2 separate regions of the Gasterosteus aculeatus genome follow, and region 2 is linked to region 1. The links are chromatin contacts, called in public Hi-C maps. All regions are on one chromosome and are shown on one strand. The core of a region is the stretch at or near the end of the contact, and the rest is flanking DNA. Distances in the headings are between cores, read along the strand shown.

The links. A called contact is a pair of places that touch in the nucleus more often than the background predicts.
Region 2: a contact with region 1 is called in a Hi-C map of liver, with 4 times the contacts expected there. The contact joins the promoter of lmo4b here to the enhancer-like site in region 1. A contact is called at or near these places in 5 of 6 Hi-C or Micro-C datasets (liver, skeletal muscle, tail fin and 1 more).

Annotation. Positions count from the first base shown.
Region 1 is chr8:5,400,598-5,407,770 of fGasAcu3.hap1.1, forward strand. All of the region lies in intron 4 of LOC144411429, which reads left to right. Among protein-coding and RNA genes, the nearest start is that of LOC144411429, 39 kb to the left of the region's middle. Within about 2 kb of position 3,749, at least 1 of the 9 cell types and tissues checked has open chromatin away from gene starts, as enhancers often do. A contact at or near this core is called in liver, where this site is marked.
Region 2 is chr8:5,505,253-5,512,425 of fGasAcu3.hap1.1, forward strand. It overlaps lmo4b (LIM domain only 4b), which reads right to left and starts at 3,905. Exons shown (of 5, transcript XM_040184881.2): 1 at 1,564-3,905; 2 at 1-72. The coding sequence starts at 67.

The DNA of each region.
Region 1 (7,173 bases), core at 2,499-4,998:
GATTGATCATAGATGCAGGCATTGGCTCAGTTCTAACTAAAGCATGGACGACTCATTGACATTGTGAGTGTTGCTCAAAGGGAGACTAATCTAAAAGCTGTCGTTAGGAGCAACAGGCTTTATACTCTGTGCCTCATAGATGAGATTTCTAACCTCTTGTACTCGCACATCTCTTGCGAAGGAAAGTGTTCTTTTCTGTAACGAATGAGATTGTTTCAAGGTTGCTGCTCAGCATCAAAAGGTATGTTCTGTTCAGAGTGTCAAAGAAAAAAAAGGATTTTAATGAAACGAGAAAAAAAATGTCATCAATTTGTCTTGATTTTCTTATTTAGGCTGCGAAATATATCATCTTGTTTTATTTATTCACCCCTGCAAGAGCAAAACGCTAAAATGTTCACTTTTCCCTCACAGAACAACAGAATTTAAAAGCTGGGAACAATAAATATGAATTAGTTGACTCTAGAACTTGCTGCTGATGGGGGAGGTCTGAATGCATCCTATTACAGGGATGATGCCTGCATTCTGAAAAGCAATAAATAAAGCAACGATCTAGTTGGTGTGGGTGGAAAAACAAAGTGTCCCACAAATCCATGATGTCCTCTGGGTGCCGCGTCCAAATTACAGGCCGACAGTCTGCAGCGCGGACCCTCACATTGGGAATCCCCCATCCGCTTTTTAAAGCCGCTGATGGGACTGTGGCTCGATGTGTCCCACGCTGTGAACTTCAGCTGTTACAGCGCCGATAAAGCTACCGCTTTCATTCAGCAATGAAAGGACTTTTTCCATATATCTTGCATCTTGAATAACGGCTCACGCAGTGTTCTTGGAACTGAATGAAAATAATTTTGAGGTAAAAGTAATCATCGTAATCATTTTAGATTGTTAATAGTAATTTGAGGACAGGAGAAAAAAAGGAGCTTTGTATTCCGTAGCTGCTGTCTCAGCTAAAACCATTATTTGTAATTGGAGTCCAAGCAGTAATGGTTTGCACTGTGCAGCTGGCGTTGGACAAACCACTTGTTGCATTGTTATGCCGGACTTCTGATGTCGATTCACAGCTTCAGGCCTGATAATTGCCCGAGAACGGCCGTTTTGTTTCACTCCATTCATGCAGCCGGAAACTTTATTTCATGTTGCCTTCCAACAACAATGCACGTTTCCGATGGCGTGTTCAGCTTTGTTCTGCAGTCAGATAGGGTTCCTTTGGGAAACTAGCAGAAAGGTAGTGGACACACCAGACAATATTTAAACTCCTAAACTTCTAAAGCTTTATCAATGTTTTTGTTACAGAACCATTCGTGCATTGCGACATTTTGTTGTACCTAAATATAATGGCAACACAATCCTTCCATCTACTGTGTTGTAGTTCACTGTGTTTGCAAGTCGAGTGTGGATGAAGCCTGTATCTCCCGTCCCACCGGCCAGTGGGAGACACACGGCGCACAGGCCATCCACATGCCGGGAGGGGACACCAACCTCTTTATGTTTATGAGAGAAAGTGTTTGTTGGAACGAGGTGTAAAATGCGACGCTGCCCCGTTAACTGCTGGTAATTGCATCTTGTTCAGATAATGTTTAAAAAATGACTCTGAAAGCAGAATAATTCTCTTTTAAACTATGACTGCTGTATTCAAATGAATCTACTGAGCAGGGTTCAGCCCTTTTCAGTGGGCATATGTTTAAGTGTGTGTCTGTGTGTGTGTGTGTGTGTGTGTGTGTGAGTGAGAGACAGCGAGCAGGGATTCATAGAACTCTTTGGAGATTGCATTTTCTTAATTGCCATCATCCATCAAGCATAACATTCATAAATGGGATAGCCATTGGACATTTAAAATAATGCTCAACTATTATGATGGATCACAGTTTCAGTGCTTCTGTTCAATCTGGTTAATGCCTGAGATAATAATCTGGTTTTAATCAGTCTTATTTTATTCATTTGAAATCGGCACCACCTCCTGAGGCTCTACTTGTGGTCCACAACAATTTAAAGCACACAATGTAACAATGCATTCAATGACACATCTTCATTCTAGATCACAGAACATTGGTTTTAAAAAGAAGTTGTCTGAAATGAGTTAAGTCCGGAGCATTAATATTTACTTCTAGATAGAATATAAAATAAACAATTTATTTGATATAGCCACAAATCACAAATTACACATTTGCCTCACAGGGCTTTACAATCCGTACACTTGCGACATCCTCTGTCCGAGAACCCTCCCATCGACACAGGAAAAAGCCCCCCTCCCACAGAAAAAAACTTCCGCAGGGAGGAAACGGGAAGAAACCTTGGGGCGAACCCTCCCGAGATGGAATGAACGCAATAGATGTAATTTATCAGAATGAACAACATAAAACATGTACAATACGTTCAATGCATGTGACAGAAATTATCCAAATATTGAAAGTAGTTAGCCAAGTGTACACGGCAGGACCACTGCAGGAACAACCACTTTCCAGATGTAACCACCATGCCTGTGGAGAGGGAAAGCACAAAGACTTCACGAAGGAGGCCGAGTCAGTAATGTATGTTTATGATGACCATTACAGTGATGTGACTAATAATAATGACAGCAACACCAGGGTCAGATATAACTATTATCCATGGATCAAAAAATCACAAAAACTCTGGAGAAGATGAATTAGTGATGTGATTTAATGAGATGTCAATTCTTATAGAAGGGGAGAGAGAGAAGGAGACATGAGCTCACCGTGTCCTAGGAAGGTCCCCCAGCAGTTTATGCCTACAGCGGCTTATCTAAGGGCTGGTCCAGGCTAACCTGAGCCAGCCCGATTTCATATGCGGTATCAAAGAAGATCTTAAGCTTTGTCTTAAATGAGCTGACTGTCTGCCCCCCGGAATGAAAGTGGAAGCTGGTTCCCACAAAAGAGGAGTTTGATAACTGAAGCTCTAACTGCCATCCTACCTTTTAAGACTCTAGGAACCGCAGGTAACCCAGCATTTATGGAGCAGAGCTCTTTAATAGGGCATTATGGTAGTACTCGTCTGGCTTGATCGATAGATACAATTAAGTATCGTCTGCATACAAAGAAAGTTCATGGTGGTCATCAAGGTTTCACCATTTACAAACACAAACTTGGATCATTCTTATGAATACGACTTAAACCAGCTGAGTGCAGTTCCTTTTATTACCAGTCAAATGTTCTAGATGCAATGATTAATGGTGTCAAACGCAGCACCGAGGTTCCCAAAGAAACGGAGAAGAGTTCTTTATCGGATGCAAGTAGGCTTGTCGTAATATGCGATAAATGGCTGCTGGGCCTTTCTCGAACGCGGCACCAAGCCCAATGCTTCACCTGCTCCGTGTCCCTTGCACTCATTTTTTGTTGCTGTTATTTGTCACTAAACACATCACTTAGCCCCGCCACGTGTAAGCTGTCAGAGCTACGTCACTATGGAGCCCACACTGTCACTAATACGGCTGGTAAAAGAGATTTGGTAGAAAAGCACATATGGGTCTATAATATGTTTTGAAGGATACATTCAGGATGTGAAACTGCAAACAGTGAAAACCCATTAAATCCTACAAATCACATTGTTAAAGGAAACCACTTTCACCTGGCAGCCAGGAAAGAAGGCCTACAATTAAGAAGCAACCCTGTAAAGGAAGGTCTTTATTCACTGAGCCAATCATTAAACAGAAAAGGCAGCATGTGTAGACATTCAGTATACTTGCAATAGCTACTGTAGCATAGGAGGGCTGGTCAGTATATCTAACTATGTAGTATATCTCCTCCCCAAGTCTCCAGGTAGGTGCATCACCACTACTACTACTCAATATACAACCATGACTCGCTCTAACCCACAGGAAGAGGACGTGAAATGATGGCAGTCTGTGGAACAGGCTGCTGCTGGGATCAGTCAGCTTATGAAGACTGGGCAGGTTCTTAATAAAATGAACTGCTATATGAGGGGGTGATTGGACGATCCATGAGTGAATCAAACTTTCAGCAAAGCCAATCATGGGGTGCAAATACATATTTTCCATTGGGAAATGTCTGGATTGGAATGTAACATCTACCCGGCATATTGGACCACGATTGGCTGTAAATCATGTATGAACGCGTGCTAAACTAAAATTTAAGGTGAGCACAGAGGCATTTTCCCCTTACAAGTCTATCAAAGTATTTTTTTTTGATTATGATAACTTAAAATACATAACTCTACTTGCAATGGAGTATTGCTTTCCTACTTCAAACAATTCCTTTGAATGTGTCTACAAGCACCTGCTCGACCTAATAATAGTCATTTGATCCCTTCAACTAAACAATCTGAGATCTCCAGGTTCCATTTAATAATGTTCCGTATTTGATGTTGCTGTGGCCAACCATGTCTTTTTTTATTCATGATTAACATGTTAAATAACAAAATTCTACAATCACACACAAACTCCACTTGGTCACCAAAGCTAACACTCCTATGGACTCAAAACTGTCATCGACCTGTTTTGAGCCTTAGACAAAGACACTTCTCTTCTAAAACAAACTGCACAATGTTTTTTTGTTTTTTTTATCTCCGGATCAAAGGTCACATTATTCAGCCACCACACGTCATCCACAGGTTGAATCTCCAAAGACACGAGTGTCAGTGTCAATGAATGACAAGCAGGTGGAGCTGTGAGCAAAGTTAAGCTCTGAAACTCACATTTTGAGTGGATTTCTTTATTTCCTCCCAAAGAGAGCCATGTGTCCATGTTTTCTCTCCTCCTCCCTTCTTCTTCTTGTCGTTCCGGAGACGGTTGCTCCTCTTAGAGTTTGCTTGTTACTGTGCAGCCTTCTCCCACACAGTAAAGTCCCTGTAACATCAAGCCTGTGCCTCTCTCCACTTACTCCATCTCTGGCATAACTAGAGGCTAACGGCCTCATTTTAATTGATGTTACTTCCACATCTCCGCTTCGCCCTGTGCATTGTGACGCCGCTGCTGGTTGGTGCTGTAAGTGACATTGTGGAGGGGCGCTTCTAATCCGGAGGTGGCAAATAATCAGAATAATTTGAGTGTGGGTGGGTGGGTCAGCGTGTTTGTGTGGGCCCATGGCCTTGTATGTACGGGCTTGTCATTTTTTCAATTACCGGAGCTGTGGTTAAATGTTCATTTTCAGCAGTCAGCCCCCGAGCAAAGAAACTACTGAGCCCCATTAGGTTTTACCCACAGCCTCGCACTCATTAGTTTTCTCCGGTCAGACGAGAGTGAGGGAGACGCTGGGGCCGGCCTCTCTCTAAAGAGGTCAGGGTGGGGTCCGGTGCTCCGTCAGCCACAGCCGAGATCGTTACGGAGTTTCCAGCCAGGATCCTCCGACAGTCGGGTTGCTGTGAAGCCCGGCCTGACCTTTTGTAAAGGCAAATCAGCGCGCACTCCTTATTGACCTTATCTCCCTGTCGTCTCTCTTCCTTTCTCTCACATGTGTGTGACTGTTGTAAAAACAGCGGCCGATGAGAAGTCGACAGCGCTAAACTCGGTTATGTTTTTAAATCCGGATTCCAGGAAAACTCTTGGACACACATTTCTAATAGGAGGAGGGTTTATCTTCTCCCTTGCATCCAGAGCGGCGCTCCCAGAGCAGCACAGGCATCATTAACCAACGTCCTCTGTTTCCACTGACCTCAGGGATCCTGCCTTGATTCTGTGCTGCTTTGGCTCTGCCAGCTAAATGGAGGTTACGGGGAGATCGCATCCATTATTGAGGTATTCAATTCAAAATGTCACCCGTTTCCACTTGGCACTGTTTTCTCTTCCCTAATGTTTGCTCAGGGCATCGGTGCGGCGGGCGGGGGGGGCGAACAGTTTTTTTTTGTGTCTTGTTGTCTCGGCACCGAGAGGGCCGTTTTTTTTCTCCGCAGACATTAGCCGGGACGGATGCAAGGTGACACCGCTGTAAGTCTCTCCACTTCACCTTGCACTCCCGACACCCGGACGTCCTCTCGCACTCGCTCTGCATGGCGAGTATCCTCCCGAGCACAGGCTCCATAACAAGGTTGATTGTGACTATTCATCATCCGGGCGTCCGCTTAATTGGACCAAAAGTAGATTGCGGGGCGGCGCTCCGGTGGGCGTGGACGGAATACAGTTCAGAGGAGACGGCGGGAAAGCGCTTCAGGTGCTCACATGGAATAAACCCGCTTTGCCTCCGCGTGCAGGTTACCCATTTAGCCACTACAGACTCGCCTTTCATTACCCGGTTACCCTCCTGTCAGTGCAATTCAGTCCTATCATCCCTCAACCCGGTTGAAATTAACAGGTAATTTGTAAATGTCACTTTGGGTTAGACACCTCATTTTCTTCCCTTTTCCAACAATCCAGCACCCACAAGCTTTAATTTTTCTTGTCTTTTGAGTAAGGTTTTCATTCACAAATAGAGTTATGGTCCACTAAATAAATGAGAGTAATTGATGACGGGAGAAAAAAAGTGATTTACCGTAAGCTGTTAGAGTCAATCGATGACATACTACCCGGGATCCCTTTAGTTACCGTGCTGCATGTCTGCCGTCATTCCAAAGATGTTCATTTGAGAGGTGAAATGAGACGTGAGGAGACGGTTCAAGCGCTGGATTAAATATCTTGACGCGCTCAAGCAGCTGTCAACTCACAAACTCATTTTAAATGACAGATCATTTATAAAGTTGCGGACAAAACATGTTCTGGGCCAAATTATTTGGACTTCGTTTTCAAAGGGAAAGTCAAGTTTATTAGACAAAAGCCATAACATTTTTACAGGCAACCATAATGGGGTCAAGTCCTACCTTTGGCATCGTGTGTCCAGTAAACCTGGCTGTATTTAGAGGACTTGGCCAACCCGTTCCTGGGTGTAGACCCGTTGGATCCCGTGAGGATGCTCCCTGATGGAGACTCTTCCTCGGCTCACTTCCTGTCGGCTGGAGTTGGCAGGCAGAGAGGGTTCAGTATCGGATTTAAAGTGGGATTCACTTCATTATTACCACCTTTGAATAATAACTTCAGGTTCATTTAGTGTTTCCTCTCACTTATATAACCTTCCTTTTATTCCTTTTTTTTATTTCTTTACCCTTCGTTTTTTTTTTTTTTTTTGGACAATTTATTTTCTTGCATAATGTCTTTTTCTTCTGTGTAAATTGACCTTGGATTAAAATATATATAATGTATATTGCCTGACTTGTTTCAAAGCGGTTTGCAGTTTT
Region 2 (7,173 bases), core at 2,655-5,154, 100 kb after region 1:
ACCGCTTCCAGGACAGAGAACCTGTGCCCACCGGCGGTGGCTGGCTGCTGCCTCCGGGATTCACCATTGTCCCTGAAAACACACGCGCAACAGATGATGTCAGCGGCACATACCACAGCAGAAAGTTGCCGTTCCGCCGGGGGGGGGGGCGAAGCATCGTTTTTGCCTGGGAGCTTGTGACGGGTCAGGTCTCTGGACCACGAGGTAATAGGATCGGCTTATCGATTATCAAATTAAACTATTCCCGCACCTTTAATATGTCGCTCCACCGGCGTGATATTTGAGCGGCTCTAAAAACCCACAACGGCTGATCCCATAAACAGGTTCTGGTTCCTGTTCTGCTGCGAAGCGAGTCGCTCAGAGAGCTAATCTGCGTCTCATCGTCCCCGTGCTGCTGCTGCTCTGGTTGATGAATGCCTGCTAACTGTTAACCCCGGGGCCAAAGACAGGAACAATTACACAGCGTGGGCTTTTGTTGAGCCGCCCTGAGAAATTCTAAATGGCACACAACTCGGCCGCACAACGCCTCGCTCTGTGGCAGCGTGAAGGGTGGCGGTCACGGGCTGAGACACAAAAGGGTACTTGTGTGAATTGCCTCCTAACTGACGTGCCACGACGCTCGGCTCTCTGGCTCTGTGTTTACCAACAACCTGATGCCTGCGGGGGGGCCCCCCACCCACCCACAACCCCACCCACCCGATCGATGGACTTGCAACCAAAAAGAAGACACAGAGCTGGTCTCACTGGGAGCCACGGGACGGATCCCCCCCCCCACAGGCCTCCTGTGGTGACGCCAAAGTGTCCCGATCGAATGCAAGTGCACAATTAATGTGGCTCCTTCTCAAACGTAATCCTCCCCGATGTGGCCGCGTAGACTACAAGCCTGGATAAAGACAAATCTTTGTTGAAAGGCAGGTAGGCTAATTATAGTTGGGGAGGGGGTGGGGGAGTAAGGGGGGGGGGGGGGGGGGTGCACACAGAAAAGCATTCAGTAAGCCCATTAGTGATGGCTCTCAGGGACAAACCACAGCGAACCTCAGTGCTGATTAAATCTAAAAAGGGAGATGAATCCAAAAAGCCGACCTGAAAGTGACTCCCTGCATAAACAACACGGACCATCGTCAAGTTTCATTCAGAGAGTTTCCTTTTTTTTTCTTTTCTCCCCGCTGAGAGATGCAAGGGGACAGGAGGGGGGGAAAAGGACGGGGGGGGGGGCTTTAACTTAAATGGGCCAACTCAAGCAATTACACGGGCAGGCGGTGTGGACGCAGAGAGCGAGTGGTGGAAATAGAAAGAGCGAGAAAACATAGAAGCCATGTGCGAAGGAGCCCCAGCGGCCGCTGCAGAATGAAGTAAATGTGGCGCTGGTGGTTTTTTTTTCTTTTTCTTTTCAGGGCAAGGAGGTAAGGAGGCAAGGAGGCAAGGAGGCACGGGTGTAAGGAGATAACGCCGCAGGAATAACACAGGCTATCAGATATCACCGCTAGCATTCTGAGGAGCAACACAAGAGGCGAGGCTACTTTCGCGGTGCGAAGTAGCGCTGATAATAAAAGCCACGCTTACCTCGCTTGTCTCTTTTAAGAGTAATGGCTGTAAAGTTGATGACTTGCAGCGTAGCAGCGTAAACAGGTAGGCTGCGATAGTCCCACCCCCCCCACCCCAACAAAAAAGAAAGAATAAAATACAAAAAATAAAAAAAAGAGCTCGAGCCTGGACGTCCACGCAGATGGAGTTATCAGATAGTATTTCCACTGGTCGGCCGCCGGGCTGCTGCCGCTTTGCTGCTCTTCTTTTCGTCGGAACAAAAGGAGTCCATCGCCAGACAGTGATTACAGGTCTGCGCGTCCGAGCGGAGGAAGCCGGGAGGAGGAGGAGGAGGAGGAGGAGGAGGGGGTTGAAAATACGCGCGGGCGATACCTGCGCGCGTGCTCCGGTGTGCTGCGTTGGGGTCCCGCGAGCTGCTCGGTCGGTCTGCGTGCGTCGCTGACGGGAACCGACCAGTAAAAACACCTTTCGGCCACGTGACGAAGGCGCCGCCGCAGCCAATCGGAGCGCGGTCCATTTAACTGAGACAACAAATGCGGGCCAATGGGAGCGCGCTCGAGGTTGACTCGCGGACGCGCGGAGGAGGATGGAGCGGGGAGGCGCGAGCGGCCGGAGAGGCGCGTTGACGAGCGTGCACACTTTAAAACCCCGACGCGGGCAGCGGGGAACGCCCGCATAATAGCGCGTTTAGTTATTTGCTGCAATAAATTGCGTGATTTATGTTCTTTCGTCACACTGTAGACAAAGGGAATGAATGAACGGCCGCGATGGCTGAACGTTATCCTCATGAAGACGGATGGATCTCCGTCTCCGTCGGTGTGTCGTACAAGGGCAGACGGGGCATTTTTTCAACAAAAAAAGGAACCGCATTCATCTCACGTCTCAGTTTAATTAGTTGACATTCAATAACTACTTAGTTTACAGAGGGTGACTCCAACCTCTGGGAAATATCCAGGCCTAATAGCTGCGTAGTGGCGCCATCGTCTGTCACTGCAAGTAATTGCAGGGCCTGCTGTCGTGTCCAGACTCATTAAGCCCCGGGTCATCGGTTTCAACACCTATTAAGGCTAATCCGCCAGACCTCGATTTGGCTGAGATCCTCGGATTCATGGAGACCTCCGGTTTTGAGTTTCCACCATCACGTGAGACTTCAAAGGCAAGATGAACTGGAAGCGATTGCAACACCTCCTAATACAAATAATGTGGTGCTGACATGCCGCTGAACGTGGTGTTGAAAGAGAAAGGAGATCCTCCTCTTTCAGCTTAAAGCCGGGACTCACGTGAAAAACAAGTGACGTCTTTGAAATAAATTATGAAAAAAGGAGATGGAGAAAAGTTGCCTCCGAGAAAAGTTGTTTGGGATTCACAGGGTTGACTGATTTTACATGACAAAACCGCTCCATTATAAGATGCCCCGGGCTTCATTAGAAAGACATCAGATTTATAAAGATGATCTCTTTCTTGACTTTAATTGTTTAATTATTCCTGCAGCTCCGAAGAGATTGTGCAGCATCAAGCTGATTTCCCTTTGGCAAAGCCGACGCTACTCCACCTTGGTTTGAGCCACATTCTCCTGACATCCTCATCAAGCCTCTCACTCACCAGAACAAAAAAACACCGAAGACGGCAAAGAATATCTTTTCCACCAAGGAATGATTAATTGATATAAATGATTAAAACAGAGGGAAATTATAAAACGAATTTCAAAAGGGGGCCTCCCAGGAAAAGCTTTGTTTGTTGCAGCCCATTTTAATGAGCTTTTTTTTTTACAACAGGGTAAGAGAAATTACTGTGTGTTCTTCTTATCGAGCTCTTTTGCAAAATAATTATGGCTAGCTGAAGTGAGGAGTAGGTGGAGGGGTCAGGGAGCTGCGTGAGTTGGGGAGAGGATTTAGGCAAGGGGAGAAAATAGGGGGGGGGGGGGGGGGTCCCTTGGAAATTCATCATCTAATTTCTTCACTGAGATCTTTCAGTCCTGTGGCAGTCTCCAAGCATTATGAAGCACGCTAGATGAAAGAAGACAACACAGAGGCACACAACAATATGCGGCAACACTATTTCAATGTTTAAACGGGGACAAGAGAGCGTCGGACGTGGCTCGCCGTGTTGATACTCCCCACAGGGGTGATCTCACCCAGATGAAAAGGAGACCACGTAATGAAGCGGCTTGCCCTGTGGGAAAAAGCCAGAGAGTCACATTCAACACGGTGGTTAATTTCAGATTGGGTTCCACTCTATACACAATATATATATATATATTCTATTAACGTGGCACTGAGAGCCCGCTTTCAATCCGCGAGTTTACACACCACAGACAATCTTCTAACTAAACAACACGCAGGTCACTTTCTCTCCCACTCACCATGAGATCACATTGCATTGTTTACCACAGCAAAATGTGGCCTTTTTCCTCCTGTTTGTGAATTAGCATCCCACTTGCTTTACCGGATGTGTGAGTGTGTGTGAGTGTGTGTGTGTGCGTGCCGTCTTTTAGAGAAGGATATTCCGTTAGCTGAGCAGACTGATGAGGGAAGATTGGAGTTCAGATTATCTACAGATACAGAGGACCCCCAACATGACTGAACGGAGGATGGCAGACTTGGCACAAAGATCTCCAAATGAAATCTTCCAAATGAGTCACTGGCTATGAAAACACATTAGGAATAGTTTGACAATTTGGGAAATGACTTGCTTTCTTGCCTACGGGTGAGAGGGGAAGGTCAACATAAGTATCATGTCTGTTAGCCGATGCTAAATACGCAAACGCAACCTGCAGTCAGTTTAGCTGAGCATCAAGTGCGGGAACTCAAGGACAGAAAAAGGGATGAACAGCTCACTTGTCATCGGACTCACTGTCTGTGTTTCATCTGAAAGGTTACCCTCATAAACCGTATACAACAGGGATGTGGCCACGGTGACGTCCTGTCGGTTTGTGGACTGGGTTATTTGAAGCTGAAGCTTCTAGGCGGGGGCCATCTTGGTTAACAGGTCAAACACAAGGTAGCCCAGTTCCATCCGCTGCAGTACGCTCTGTTTTAATTTAAATGCGACCATCACTTACTAAGGGAACATCATGCTCAATTTAGCCCGACTATTTTCATCCTATTTCCAGCCTTCATGCTAAGCTAGCCGTCTGCTAGCATTAGCCTGCAGCGACTGTAGAAGATCAATCTTCTCATGTACCTCTTAGTAACTAGGCGAGAAAACAAATTCTCGAACCATCTAGACTCCTTAAAACCCTGGCAGTTTTTATATTAAAGTCCGGTGGTACATGCTGAAGAACATGTTGATGCTTCTGTGAGATACTAAGACCATATTCATTTGAATACATGGCCAATTAATACTCCACTGCGATGTGATGTGTAGTAGCGGTGTCACTTAAATAAGCATGACTAAATCAGGTCAACCAAACCCTTCAATCTGAGTTGATGGTGGTGTCGCTTTCTCTCGTGGTATCTTCTCTGTGCTCCTGCCACCTTCCCACGTGGTTCCAGCTCTACTTGGGTCATGAAACAATGAAGCAGCCACAAGTATTTTGCTCAATCCCACCCTCTCAAGATGTCTTACTTCACTTACTTGGCGGTATTGATCTTGTTCTTTTGTTGTTTTGTAATTAAACAGAGGCCAAGTGAGTTTAAGTAAATAGTAATGAAGAACTCAATTAACCACCCCTGTGTGTCACTGGCTTTCTTCAAAGCCTGTGCGGGTGATTTCACAAACTCTGGGCAGTGCAACAACTCTGGAAAGAAATATGTCAGGGCCAATACAGTGTCTGGAGATCGAGAGATAAAGTAATGCTTGAATCCAGAACAGCCTCGTTTGGGACACAAGTCACATGCACACAATACAAATGGGTCAGCATGGAGGACGTGAAGTATTATCGTCCTCAAAGGCATTTTTGTCAACTTTTTAGGGAAATATCCTTCTGATGTAAGAACACTCATATTACGCTTATTTCTGTGCATTTTAGCTGCGCTCAGGGCCTCTTTAAGCCCAACGTTAAGATAGGAAAGATGGAGCAACAGCTTGTCTAGCTGCAGAATTTAAACAGTGTATTTCAGTTGTTGTAGAAATTATGATTCTGGTGCAGGGGTCCCCAGCCACCGGTCCGCGGCCTCTAAATGAATTGGTGTTGTTTCAGGTCACTTTCCCGTCCAGTTACTCAAAGCGGTAGGTGCGGTTCGGTCCCTCTGAAGCATTGGAACGATAGTGAGAACCACAGATTTCACATCCAGTCAATCGGCGGATAACGTTGGAAAAAGGGAAAAAAATGCACAAAGCGTTTGATACCAATCTTAACAAGTAGGGGCTTTTGTTTCCCGTTGTTAACTAGTTACACTCCTGCCTGCACAGGATTTGGGCTCCACAGGCAAACTTTTCTTGTAAAGCTAGGCCTGTATAATGAACCCATCTAGTCTGTTGTGACAGTTTTATATAAATGTAATGGATTTTGTGGGTTTTTGATGGATCAGGGTGCACATTTTCAAACACAGCAGAAGCCCTTCGCAGTAATGAATGTGCACAACGGAGGCAGAAAACATCTCGGCGACGGAAAAAGAAGAAAAAAGACTTTGAGTGACGGAATTCAGAAATTAAATGACGGAGCAGCAAAAAACAGCCCTTCCTTTAAGTGCTTTAATCGCTGGATAATTACTTCTACACACTATCTCACTCTCTGCATGCACACACGTACAAACACAAACAGAACACCATGTGCTGCCTCTAACAACATTGCTTTAATGAAATGTCATGAATCCTTAATGAGTCCCGATGTCTTGTGATAGATTTCATAATTATTCAACCCCACACAACTGGAGAGGGAAATTCATCAGTCAAAGCAAATTAGTTGGTATCCATTACGGTTCAGTGTCTTGTAGGGACATTCACTTTATTAGCTCCTTACACACATTGCCATAATTGGGAGCATATTTCATTCAGCTCTAACCCCACTTTACTGAATGACTGCTCTTTTCCTTTTTTGATATACTGCAACGCGCTGCATCGTGTGCAAGCAGTCGCTGTTTAACAATGCACCGTGGGAGATGATGTCTTCCCTTTGTTTGTTTCAGATATGGCATACCTACATCTGCGCCTTGCCAGAATTTTCTGTCAGCGAGGCACCGCGCCAAATCAACCTGGTCCATCTTTGTTGATTTGTGTAAAACATCAAATGAAAGAAGTGGTACGAAGCAGAGCTATCTGCTCCCTTTAATGTGAATTAATACAGGCCAATGATGAAAGAAGGTCTTTTTGCGTGGAGGCCGCGGTCCGCGCACGCCGCTCCTCGTTGATCAGTGGCACACGGCGGAGGGGATCATTTCTTTAGGATGACTGATGATGGCTTCCACTCACAGATGCCTCTGTTGTTTGTCTCGGGGCTGCCTCGGGCTTGGCCTTAGCCTCACTCCTCCCTCTCCAGCTTTGACAACCTGCAGACATCTCAGATGAGCGGCATTCTTCCCAGAGAGACACAGAGTCTCAGACACAGAAGAATGAACAGGAAAACCTTTCTGTTTACTGCCATGAGAAACTGACGGTGGAGAGTGGCACTCGACGGGGGTTGAAGGGGGGGTTGAGCTTCAGGATTTGAGAAGATTAGGCACCAATAACAAATCCAAACTGGTAGCA